2 separate regions of the Sus scrofa genome follow, and region 2 is linked to region 1. A link is a contact called in public Hi-C data. All regions are on one chromosome and are shown on one strand. Each heading gives the region's core, a stretch centred on a gene start, on an enhancer-like site or on the middle of the called end of the contact. The rest is flanking DNA. Distances are from core to core; before and after follow the strand shown.

Region 1 (6,282 bases), core at 850-3,349:
TGTACTAGGCACTGTTGTAGATTCTGGGGATATAGGAACTAAGAATAAAACAAGAGCCCATGATTTTATATATATTTTTAATATGAGGGCAAAGGACTTAAAGAGAATTCTAAGTTCATGTAATGGTCTAGCTCAAATTGACCAAAGAACATGGGACAGAAGCTTGGATTTTCTTTTTTTTTTTTATTATTGGATGAATTTTATTACATTTATAGTTGTACAGTGATCATCAAAACCATATTTTATAGCATTTCCATCCCAAACCCCGCCCCCACCTGTCTCGTTTGGAAACTGTATGTTTTTCAAAGTCTGTGAGTCAGTATCTGTTCTGCAAAGAAGTTCGTTCTGTCCTTTTTTTAGATTCCACATGTAAGTGATAGCATTTGATGTTGGTGTCTCATTGTCTGACTGACTTAGCATGACAATTTGTAGGTCCATCCAGGTTGCTGCAAATGCCGTTATTTCTTTCCTTTTAATGACTGGGTGTTATTCCGTTGTATGTATGTACCATATCTTCTTTATCCACTCCTCTGTCGATGGGCGTTTAGGTTGTTTCCATGTCTTGGCTATTGTATATAGTGAACATTGTAGTACATGTGTCTTTTTGAGTCATGGTTTTCTCTGGATAGATGCCCAGGAGTGATATTGCTAGATCAAATGTTAATTCTCTTTTTAGTTTTCTGAGGAATCTCCATAGAGTTTTCCACAGTGGTTGCACAATTTACATTCCCACCAACAGCGTAATAGGGTTCCCTTTTCTCCACACCCTCGTCAGCACTTATCGTTTGTAGACTTTTTGATGATGGCCATTCTGGCTGGTATAAGGTGATGCATTGCAGTGGTTTTGACTTGCATTTCTCTAATAATGAGTGATATTGAACATCTTTTCATGTGCATCTTGGTCATCTGTATGTCTCCTTTGGAGAATTGTCTGTTTCAATCTTCGGCCGATTTTGTGATGGGGGTGTTTGGTTTTTTTGATATTGAGCTGTATGAGGTGTTTATAAATTTTGGAGATTAATCCCTTGTCAGTCGTTTCATTTGCAAATATTTTCTCCCATTCAGTGGGTTGTCTTTTTGTGTTGTTTAGGGTTTCCTTTACTGTGCAGAAACTTGTAAGTTTCATTAGGTCCCATTTGTTTATTTTTGTTTTTATTGTCATTACTCTAGGAGGTGGATCTGAGAAGATGTTGCTGTGGTTTATGTCAGAGAATATTTGGCCTGTGTTTTCCTCTAAGAGTTTTATAGTATCTGGCCTTATATTTAGGTCTTTAATTTGTTTTGAGTTTAGTTTTGTGTATGGTGTTAGGAAGTGTTCTAATTTCATTCTTTTATGTGAAGCTAGGCTTTTCTGATTGGGTAGAATTTTGAAAGGAGAAAGAACACTCCTAGTGTGAAGTACAGTGCTTCCACAGTCTTGGAGTCATGAAGGAGCCTGGCACCATGAGAAGAGGTGAGGAGACTGGTTTGGTTTATAATCTTGTAAAGAGGATTTGGGAAAACATAGTAAGTAGTTTGAGATCAGATTGTGAGGTGCCCTGAGAGCCAGTGTGCGGAGTTATGAGTTCGATGGTATTGAACCATTCAAAGTTATTGAATGTGTCAAGAAGCTGCTTGAGAAAAGCAGCGTTGGAGAATTAGTTTCATAGAAAATTTTAGACCTGGAAGAAAACTAAGAGAATATTCAATCTAGATTATTCTGGTAGCAGTGTGTAGGAAGACTCAGAAGCAGGAAGGCAGCTGAGAATCTGTTTGAGGTAATACAGACATAAGGCAGTAAATCCCTGTACCAGTATTGAATTGGCTAGAAACAAGAGCAAGAGGAAAAATGGAGAGAAATTTTTGTAAAAAGAAGCAACCGAGCTTTCTTACAAATTTGATAAAGGGTAATGACGGGAGGCTTCAGTCAAAAAATTTGATCCATGTTTTCCCTTTGGGGTGTTTGGAGACTGCTTGTACTATTTGCAGAAGGGCATAGTTTGAAGGATAAGCTGGTTTGGGAAGCCAAGTTCAGTTTCATTTTTGATGAGGTGGATGTGAGTGGAAATAGCCAAGTGGGCTGGAGTGCCAGAGAAATTAGGAATAGAGATGCTGATCTGGTATCATCGGCACAGCCCAGAATGACTGAGCTCACTTAGGGCCTTGCTTTGTGAGAGGAGCACAGAGAGCCAAGTAACATTTCTTACAGCCAAAGAGTTACGCTTCTTAGATTGAGATGACTGTGTAGCAGATGTTAATAAAATGAAGCAGCTTGTACTCAAATTGTCAGAAACCAGCTCATTGATCAGCATACCTAAGAAAAGATAAGGCCATCATAGGGAAGAATTTCAAAGAAGCATTCAGAAACTAAAAAAGGCCCATCTCATCTTTTACCCAAATTACAGGGCTAAGTTATTTTTTCTAGGTTATAAGAACAAAAAATAGATTACTGAGTGTGTGTGTGCTTGCATGTGGTGTGTATGTTGCGGGGAGAGAAGGGAAAGGGAGGAAGAGATATTAAAAGACCAAAAGGCAACACTCTAAATAGGGCCCTCAAAGTTCAAGGTTGTTCTGAAGATGAGACAGGTTTCTGAGAATACCCCTAAACTGCCTCTTGTTTATAGTAAAGAAGAACCTCTCCCATTTGCTTTGGTGGCTGATTAGATATTCCTGTGACTTTTTTTTTTTTCTTCTTTTAAACCAGTAATTGTGTAAAAGAAAGAAAAATTGTATACCCCTAAGTAATTTGGATCTTTAACTCATCTTTGGTAGCTGATGGTATAATATTTAGAATTTTGCTATTTTATATTCTTATATGTTACACTGTGCCTTGCTATTGCATTTGTTGCTTCTGTGGTATTTACAGAATATCCCATCTTGCCCTTGTAAATGAGTTGGTTCAGCCCAATTTTTATTAAGTCACTAGGAAAGGATCTATAAAACTTCAGAATATTTGGTGCTTGTAAAGAGAAGTAAGAAAATTCAGAATTTATAATTATTCAGATGGGGCTTGCCTGAACACCTTTCTCTTGTTAGTAAGGAAGAGAGGGGCTTATTCCAGAAATGATTAGTATAAATAAGATTGAAGGCAGGCTGATTACCTACTTAATACAATCCTGCCTTCAGAGGTTCCCCAGAACTATTTCTGTATGAAAAACCATCTTAGACAAGCCAATTGCATTTATTTTAATAGGCTAACACTGTTTAGGTTGATTTGCTTTTTCCATTATTGACAGTGACTCTCTTTTTACATTAAAATTGTGTTTCTCAAAATTACTTGTGTAAAATTATAATGTGTCAATGGAACTTTTATCAGCAGATCCTAAAATACAATATATGTCATTCCTTCATGGAGAATGAGTTTAGGTAGTATAAATGGATTCTGCATAATGACCCTTGTGTGCAAAGACAAGCATATATCAAAAAATATAAGACAGATTAACAACATAGACCAGCATTCTTTGCTCAGATGAATACATGACAGCATGACCCCACTTACCTGGGAATTGTTGCAGTTTGAAAATGCATTCCATGGACTTTTTTTTTTTTTTTTGGTCTTTTTCCCATTTCTTGGGCCGCTCCCGCAGCATATGGAGGTTCCCAGGCTAGGGGTCAAATTGGAGCCATAGCCGCTGGCCTACGCCAGAGCCACAGCAACGCAGGATCCAAGCCACGTCTGCGACCTACACCACAGCTCACAGCAACGCCGGATGGTTAACCCATTGAGCAAGGGCAGGGACCGAACCCGCAACCTCATGGCTCCTAGTCAGATTCGTTAACCACTGTACCATGACGGGAATTCCATGTTCTTTCTTTTTAAAGGCCACACCTATGGCATATGGAAGTTCCCAGGCCATGGGTTGAATCGGAGCTGTAGCTGCTGGCCTGTGCCACAGCCACAGCAACGCAGGATCTGAGCCATGTCTGTGACCTCCACCACAGCTCACGGAAATGCAAGATCCTTAACCCATTGAGTGAGGCCAGGGATTGAACCTGTATCCTTATGGATACTAGTTGGATTCTTAACCCCCTGAACCACAATGGAAAATCCTTTGTTATGTATGTTCTTGAGTGGGATATAGTGTTGACATACTATCTCAGAATGCTAGGCTTGAGAATAGACATTCCATTAAAAGTATGAAATATGTTTTAGAGAAAAATTAGTGTGGTTTTAGAAAAAGTTGCAATAAATATGAAGAAAAGTAATATTCCGTAGAACAGTTTGCAAAGGGCTGAATTACAGAAAGAATTCTATTAGTCAACACGTAATTTGCTTAGTGCCACTTAATTACAGTTATTAAATATATTTGAAGGTAATAAAACTGCAGTGTATGAAAATATTTTAGAATCTAAACATTTTGGCTACTTACAGGTCCTTGTTCTATTAATCATTTTTAAAAAGATAGTCGTTCTGTAGAATTTCGCTTAATACAGTGACTTGGTGCCTAAAATGATGCCTCAGCAGGAAGATGGTTTCTGTGCTGCTGCATTGGGCTGGTGTGGGTGGGGGCACTACAGTTCTAATCTATTTTTTTTTTTTTTTAGAGTTTTTTTTTTTTTTTTGTCTTTTTTTTGTCTTTTGTTGTTGTTGTTGTTGTTGTTGTTGTTGTTGCTATTTCTTGGGCCGCTCCCGCGGCATATGGAGGTTCCCAGGCTAGGGGTTGAATCGGAGCCGTAGCCACCAGCCTACGCCAGAGCCACAGCAACACGGGATCTGAGCCGCATCTGCAACCTACACCACAGCTCACGGCAACGCCGGATCGTTAACCCACTGAGCAAGGGCAGGGACCGAACCTGTAACCTCATGGTTCCTAGTCGTATTCGTTAACCACTGAGCCACGATGGGAACTCCACAGTTCTAATCTAAATAAACATGTGGAAACCCACAGGGTGGAAGGAAAGCTGTGTTTTGGAGCCTGCAGAAAGCACCAGCAACTGGAGTCCCACCCTCACTTGTGGAGGTGATGAGAGGATGGGGATTACACAGATGGGGAAAACCAGTAGGGCCTGTTGTTATTCTGGCTCAAGCCTGGGACCCTCTGTGGTGATTCCAGCTGCTACAAAGAGGGTGCGCACTTGCAACCATGAGTCTTTGGGGTCCCCTGCTGGAAGCAAGGGATGGGGAACTTGGTGTCCCAGCTCTTCCCTTCACCGTCACTTGGCACTCTTTTCATATACCTACGTCTGAGCAACCTCTGTTACTATCACTCCGTGGCAGATGTGAGATTTATGAATGATGATTTCCAGGGCAAAGAGTGCCTTATTCCTGTGTTTTGGCAAGGTATTACTTAAGCATTCTTTGTGCTCACATGGTGAGGACATTTATTTCTTTGAATGGACAAGCGGAAGGAAGCAAAAAGACAATACCTTGGAGAAGATTCAAGTAGGATAAGCTCCAGATCTGGGCAGTACCACTGAAAGGTTTTTTTGTAGCTGTGGTTTGTGGTTTTAGATAGAGAAGTAGGGTAACATACGTAACTGTGGCCACAGCCTTGGTTCACACTATCTCTGGCTTTAGCACTGTGTATCTTAAGAGGTGGAATGGTCACTTAGATAGCTTGTCATTTCATCAAACCAAAATGCTTTCTTATAAAGTGCCTGAGAGCTGACTAAATAGTGGGATTTTTCTATATAGTTGAATAGCAGCTGACTGACTAAGAACTACCACAATACTGGTAACACCCCTGCTGGAAATACAGACTCTCTTTTTACCAAATCTCTGTTCCTATATTTAGCTTTAATGCAGTGGTTTTTAACTGAGGATATATGAGAATGGCCTGGTGAGTCTTTTTATGATGAATAAAAGGCAGATCTGTGCACTCTCTCTAGGTAATCCCATTCGTTCCCACTGCTTTAAATTCATATTGGTATGAACCACTCAGGTTTATATATTCTCCTGACTTTCAGACTTGCATATCTGTGTGACATTGACATGCGATAGTTGACCTAATAGCTTCAGAATGGAACCTTTTGCCCCTCACTCTGCTCCTTCGCCAGTATTCCTTGTTTTCCTAAAATGCCACCTGCCATCCTGCCAATTTCTCAGCAAAAAAGAAGAGGCCATTTTTCTTCTTTTCTTGCCCCACCCTCCCCTTCCCAGTTCCTCAGTCCAATCAAATGGTTTCATATTCCTCCACCTCGGCTGCTTTGGTCTTAGCTACCATGGTGTTTACCTGGCAATCTGAAGTATAACCTCTTACTCAACTTGCTTCACCATTGCTCCAGAATAGCTTTAAAACACTTTTTGTTCACTGACCCTAAAATTATCCAGGATGAAGATGGGGATGTTTCTTTTCCTGGAAA
Region 2 (5,997 bases), core at 1,195-3,694, 290 kb after region 1:
GGAACAGAAAATATTTATTTCTCCCTCTCTGAAAAACCTTCTTAGGTGTCTGCCCTAATTCTTTTTCCTCTTAATAGTGCTAAAATATTGGCATTCTGATCATTGACTCTTTTCTCGTGTTACTTGGTAAGCATTTCACGATGCCTAGGACATTAACAATAACCTATTGTCAAATGAGCATCTCTACCTTGCTCCTGTTTCCTCATCTCTGCTCCTATAATTCCAACTGTTGGCTCGATTCCTCCACCCTAAGCCCTTAAGGGCAATGAACACAGCTCCAAGTAAGTGCCTGACACTTGCAGAGAACATGGTCTACTGAAATGGTGGCCAAATATTTCTTTTGGTTTTCAATTTTCTCAAGTTGTCTGCAGCTTCGCTGGTATGGTACCTGAGGTGAAATGATTGAGGGAGAAGGTACAATACCAACAGAAGTCAGACATTCTCCATTTTCTGGTTTTCCTAACAACTGGCCCTGACATTTCCTAGTGCCCCCAAATGGGGTAGAGGCTGAACTGCTGGGAATTTTCCTTTAGGGCTTTGTAGCGGTGTCCTCAAATGTCCAGATTGTCTTAGGACTGATTTACTGCGACATGTTTGGCACAATATTCTTGAGTGTATATGAATGCAAACCTTGGAACTGGAGTAAATGTTAGCTGTCAAAGAATTTTGTGCTTATCAAGCTCGTCAGAACCTTAGGATGTCCAAGTGAAATTTCAGGGAAGGGATTCTAGCTTGCCCACTTCACTTCAACCGGAGAAGCTTTGGTTAAAAGCAGAGCGCCTGAGAGCCAGATACTGTTCCAGACCCACCATGTATGGCTGTGTGAGCTTGGGCAAGTTTGTTTTTTTCTCTTCTTTCTTTCTTTTTTTTTTTTTTTTTTTTTTTTTTTTTGCTATTTAGGGCTGCACCTGAGGCATATGGAAGTTCCCAGGCTAGGGGTCAAAGTGGAGCTACAGCTGATAGTCTATGCCACAGCCACAGTAACTCCAGATCCCAGCCACATCTGCAATCTACACCACAGCTCACAGCAACAAGGATCCCTGACTCACTGAGCGAGGCCAGGGATTGAACCTGAGTCCTCATGGATATTAATTGGATTTGTTTCTGCTGTGCCACAACAGAAATGCCCTTGGGCAAGTTTCTTAATCTCTCTTTTCTTTAGTTTCTTTGTCTGCAAAATGAAATTTATAACCAGACCTGGCTCATAAGATTTAGTGAGAATTAAGATGTGTGAAATACACATGAAACATTTAGAACTGAGATGTCTGCAGAGAATATGCTTCTTGAACCCTTACTGTTGTTATTATGATTTATTTCAGATAATGGGACTTGGTTAAGATTTGATGTGAAAATAGGATTTTTCAAAAAATTTTAGAACTTACACTTTCCAGTTCTTTTTAATTTCACAAATGATGCTATGACTCACTCATAATCACACAATTAGTAGTAGAGTGAGAATAAGATCTTGAGGGCCCTGACTTTGAATAAGAGAGCTCTGTTCTCCCATTCCCCAACCTTTATCAGGTTTGGACATCCTAGTTCCTTTACTGTGTTAATTACTCTGTAGGTCACAAGTGGCAGAAAACTATTCAAGCAGATTAAGAATTTATCTAGCTTGGGTCTTCCTTGTATCCAGATCTGCTAATGCATATCTCCTTAGCTTAGCAACTCCTGCTGCCTTCCCAGGGAAAGATCTTTCCTCCTAATTGTGGTATAAAGACAACTCATTGTCATGCTCTTATTGGTCCGTTGTGTGCTGTGTGTGCATATTTTTGAACCAAGTATTGTAGCCAAGGGGCCCTAATGCTCTGCATGGCCAAGAATGGTCCACGAGCCCAATCCCGGAGATGCAGCGTAGCTAGTTCTCAGCACCTCTTAGAGTGATTTTGAGTGTAAGACACATTGCTCCCAAAGGAAAACTGAGAAAAGAAGAATGATTACTGGGATGGCAAACAACACAAGTCCTCCTTATTTCCAAAAACTGCCTTAACCTCAGATGAACCAAGTACCTCAGAGTAAACAGTCGTATAACCTGAAAGAGCTGGGCCATTTCAGTGTATGGGCCCAACAGTGCACAGTTGCTTAAATCCAATTCACCCTCATGTTTTTCTCCCCTTGGTGGCTGCCTGATCTTTCCTGTCCTCATGGCTGCTGATCTCTTCTGTTCTCTCAACCAGCAACCAACAATTGCGATTATTAGGAAGGTACTTTTCTAAATGAGCATCCACACTTGAAAATGGACCAGGCAGATATGGGATGTAACATTTTAGGGCATTGTACACTGCCAACAATCCCTTCCCCATTCCCACCCCTTAACCCCCCGGAGTCTCTCAGTACTTAGTTCTAATTCGAGTTTGGGTACTCGTACCTTTGAGATCCTCTGGGAAGAGAGGTTTTCTCCCGTGGCAGCTAAGTGGGGTGAGCTGTGAAGATACTAGGGCCCAGTGTCCTCAGGCTGTCTTTTCCAGTCCTGGTATAATTCTAGCTAGGATATTAGCATCTAAGTCCCTAAATAACACAACCGCATTCTTGGAAATGACACCACTCCCCTCTGGGCTCTCACCACAATTAAGATGACTTGAAGCACTCCAGCTACAGTTGAGAAATTCAGGGAAAGAGGAGCAGGGATTTCCCTTCAAGAGTTCTCATTTGTAGAATTTTCTTTGCCTGCTCTGATTGCCAAGCCCCAGTGAGAAAAACCTTGTTTTTTTATTATAGTGATTTTCTGATGCTAATATATGACCGTCAATGTTGTTTGCAACCTATTTAAATGAAACATTATTTTGTTCCAACTCCTTGAAGAGTCTGTATCACCACAAAAGCACAATTTCACAAATCTAATAAACAGTTAAATACATGCCTTTGCACACTGATACCTTTTGAAATCTCTGTATTTCTATACAATTGCAAAGATAGCTGTTTGTACTTATTTGTGCATGAGTAATTCCTCTAGTTTCCTTGGAAGTAAAGCCAAAGGCAGACACTGGCTCCTTCTCTGCACATCTCGATGTGTACACAGGGATCTATAAATATGAATGCTCTTACTTTCAGAGTTTGAAAATAAAACAACCAAATATTACTTGAATGAAACTGGTCTTGCTTTTCGTTCACACCAGCCTTCTGGAAAACAGGCTAATAAAACCACTGTAACAGTCACACGTTTCTTGGAAACATCAGTATAATTAGCCCTTTCAAGAAGAGAACAAAACTGTATTGGAAATCTCAATTTGAAATACAGTGAAGCTAAACACGTATTTAAAGTGACGCAGTTTTAGGGGGGCTGGGGGGGTTGTTTGTTTTCTTCTCTTGCTTTGATTTCCTGGCAACAGATTTTTTTATGCCTTTGTTCCCCCTTCAGTGATCATAATAGTCTTGGCATACATTTTGCCAGGTAGGTGAAAAGCCTCTTGTCTGAATATTTCTTGTTCTTTTGGAGGATATTCTTAGAAATAACCAAACCAGTAATTTGCTTCGAGGGCTTCTTCTGGAAAGTCAGGAGTCCTTCCTCAGTCAGGCTGCAGACAAACATTTCTTTCTCTTCTTCTCCTATTCCCAAGACACTCGGTGACCTTGAATCACTCTTCTTCCTATTTGCAATCTCTTCCCATTCAAAGAGATTTTGTAGGGTAGGGCTTTCAGAGTAAAAAGAGATCTTTGAGAAATCTGAGAAGGCTTGTTGAGGAGCCACCTTGAAAGATTTGAACCAAAACTCTTACCTTCTCTGGAAAGTGTCTTTTAAGCTTTGTCTATGGAGTGAAAATTTTTGTCCCCAGTGAAAAGACTTCCTTTGAGCAGGATGGGGCAACTATTTGTGTGTTGGGGGTCTTCTCAAGAGAGGAGACCTAGAAGAATAAATAACATAAGCATAATAAATAGAGGTGGTAAGAGCTGGATTTCCAGGTGACTGCCCCTTTGCTGTGAGGGTAGCCCTTGGGATGAGAGCGAAAACACCTCACTTTGTACCCGACTTAATGACTACCCTGAGGGAAGAGTTGTTCTGGCTGGTTGTACTAAATTTCTCTTGCCTCCTGATCTGCACCTCTGCATGAAAGAAGCTAGCAGTAAGGATCCTAAATAATACTCCTGCCTCATTTCATCATCACAATACCAGTACTAAAATACACCTGATGCTATTGATATTTCATTTTTATCTGTTATCTTCGTTTCCTAATGAAGAATCGTAAGTTATGGACATTAAAGAGGAAAGACAAACCAGTGGGAACATTCACACTTGAATTTGATTTACAGGAAACCATTTATTTAAAGTTCCCTTTGTTATTTTTCTCAAAAATGTGAATGGGTTGCAAAATTTAAAATGAAACATTACGTTTGAAATGTGTTGAGACACAGGGTACCATCAATGGTAATTATCTTTCTTCTGGCAATGGTAACAGGTGTCAGTAAGTCACCTTTCCCGATTGGTACCTTCTGAGGCATTTATGATAAAGTTTGAAATAATTTACCATGTTTTACCAGGCCTTTAGCTAGCATTGGGCACTGCTGAACTCTTAACCTCTTCTTTGTTCTCACATTCTAGTTACTCTGGCTCCTCTTTCAGTACCTGGGGTCCATCCTGCTTCTTCCTGCTTCTGTGAGTCCACATGTGTCATTTCCTTAGCCTGGACACTCTTTGCCCTCCTGTCCATCTGATAAATCTTTCTTCACTTTGCAAATTTCAACCAAAACTTCATGTCCTTTCCTGGACCACAAATGAGGTTGGTTCACTTATTATTTATGCCCTTAATATTCTGTCCAACTTTTGATCCTCTTCCTGTAATATTTTATTATCTTTCTTTGTCATTGGAATACAGTTTCATGAATGTAGGCACTATATATATACACACACACACACGTATGTACATATATATATACATACATACATATATGTATATATATATATTTTTTTCTTTTTCTTCTTCACTCAGCGCTAGACTTGACACGTACTAGTCAATAGTCAATAAATGTTTATTGGTTTGGAGTTCCCATCATGGCTCAGTGGTAACAAACATGACGTATCTGTGAGGATGTGGGTTTGATCCCTGGCCTTGCTCAGTGGGTTAAGGATCAGGTGTTGGTGTAGGTTGTTGATGAGACTCAGAACTGGCATTGCTGTGGCTGTGGTGAAGGCTGGCAGCTGCAGCTCCAATTGGACCTGTAGCCTAGGAACTTACATATGTCACAGGTATAGCCCCAAAAAGACAAAAAAAAAAAAAAAAAAAGAAAAGTTATTGGACAAAGACATGCCTGTGACAGGATAAAGTATTTATGTAAAACATTTAGGAAAAAAAAACCACTTTTTCTGTTTCCTTTTTTAACAAAAGTGTACACATAAGATTCTCTCTCATTTATGTGAGAGAGTTAGGAGACAAGAAAAGCTTGAGTAAGTCTGACAGGGCTCCAGTTTTCCCTCAGTCCCTGCCTGCCACAGCAAAGAATTGAAATGGTGGGGCGTTGCAGACAAATTTATTAAAGCAAAAGTACCTTTCCAGAGAGAGCAGTCCACACCATGAGAGGGACTCCTCCCCCCTTTACAGTTGAATTTTTATATCCCTATGCTGCAGACCGGGAGTGGGGACCTGATTTTTCCTGCCCCAGGCCACTGAGCCTGCGTAAGCAAGGTCTTTGTATGGGGCATATTTGATCTGATTGGTCTCAGGCAGGATAACTTATTTGCATGGGGGACAGGTTATAGGGAAATTCCCTGGAGAATCCCTTGATGTTAGTTCTGCTAGCCCCTGTGGGTTGCTCAAGGTGGGGAAGGGGCATTACAATGAGACCTGTGGGACGATGATAAGGGTCTGGTAATTCTTGTCTTGGCCAGAGGCTTTGCGTTAATCTCCTTGAAGGGGATTGAAGTGTAACATAACAGATTAAAAACCATGGTGTCATTTTTATTATAATTGGCTCAGAGTAGGCTGCATTTTCATAAGTATGTCCTTAAGAAGCATCCTGATTGCTTATGGCGCTTCCTATTACTTCTTAGACCATCCCTCTAAG

Evidence for each region. A called contact is a pair of places that touch in the nucleus more often than the background predicts.
Region 2: a contact with region 1 is called in a Hi-C map of skeletal muscle, with 2.9 times the contacts expected there. The contact joins two enhancer-like sites. A contact is called at or near these places in 1 of 5 promoter capture datasets (fetal liver), 5 of 47 Hi-C or Micro-C datasets (embryonic fibroblasts, fetal skeletal muscle, retroperitoneal adipose tissue and 1 more) and 1 of 2 datasets of contacts at active chromatin or transcription factors (skeletal muscle).

What each region holds. Positions count from the first base shown.
Region 1 is chr2:114,686,887-114,693,168 of Sscrofa11.1, forward strand. All of the region lies in intron 1 of MAN2A1 (alpha-mannosidase 2), which reads left to right. Among named protein-coding and RNA genes, the nearest start is that of MAN2A1, 14 kb to the left of the region's middle. Within about 2 kb of position 2,100, at least 8 of the 83 cell types and tissues checked have an H3K27ac peak or open chromatin away from gene starts, as enhancers often do. A contact at or near this core is called in skeletal muscle, where this site is marked.
Region 2 is chr2:114,977,622-114,983,618 of Sscrofa11.1, forward strand. All of the region lies in intron 1 of LOC100626591 (a long non-coding RNA gene), which reads left to right. Among named protein-coding and RNA genes, the nearest start is that of MAN2A1, 300 kb to the left of the region's middle. Within about 2 kb of position 2,445, at least 4 of the 83 cell types and tissues checked have an H3K27ac peak or open chromatin away from gene starts, as enhancers often do. A contact at or near this core is called in skeletal muscle, where this site is marked.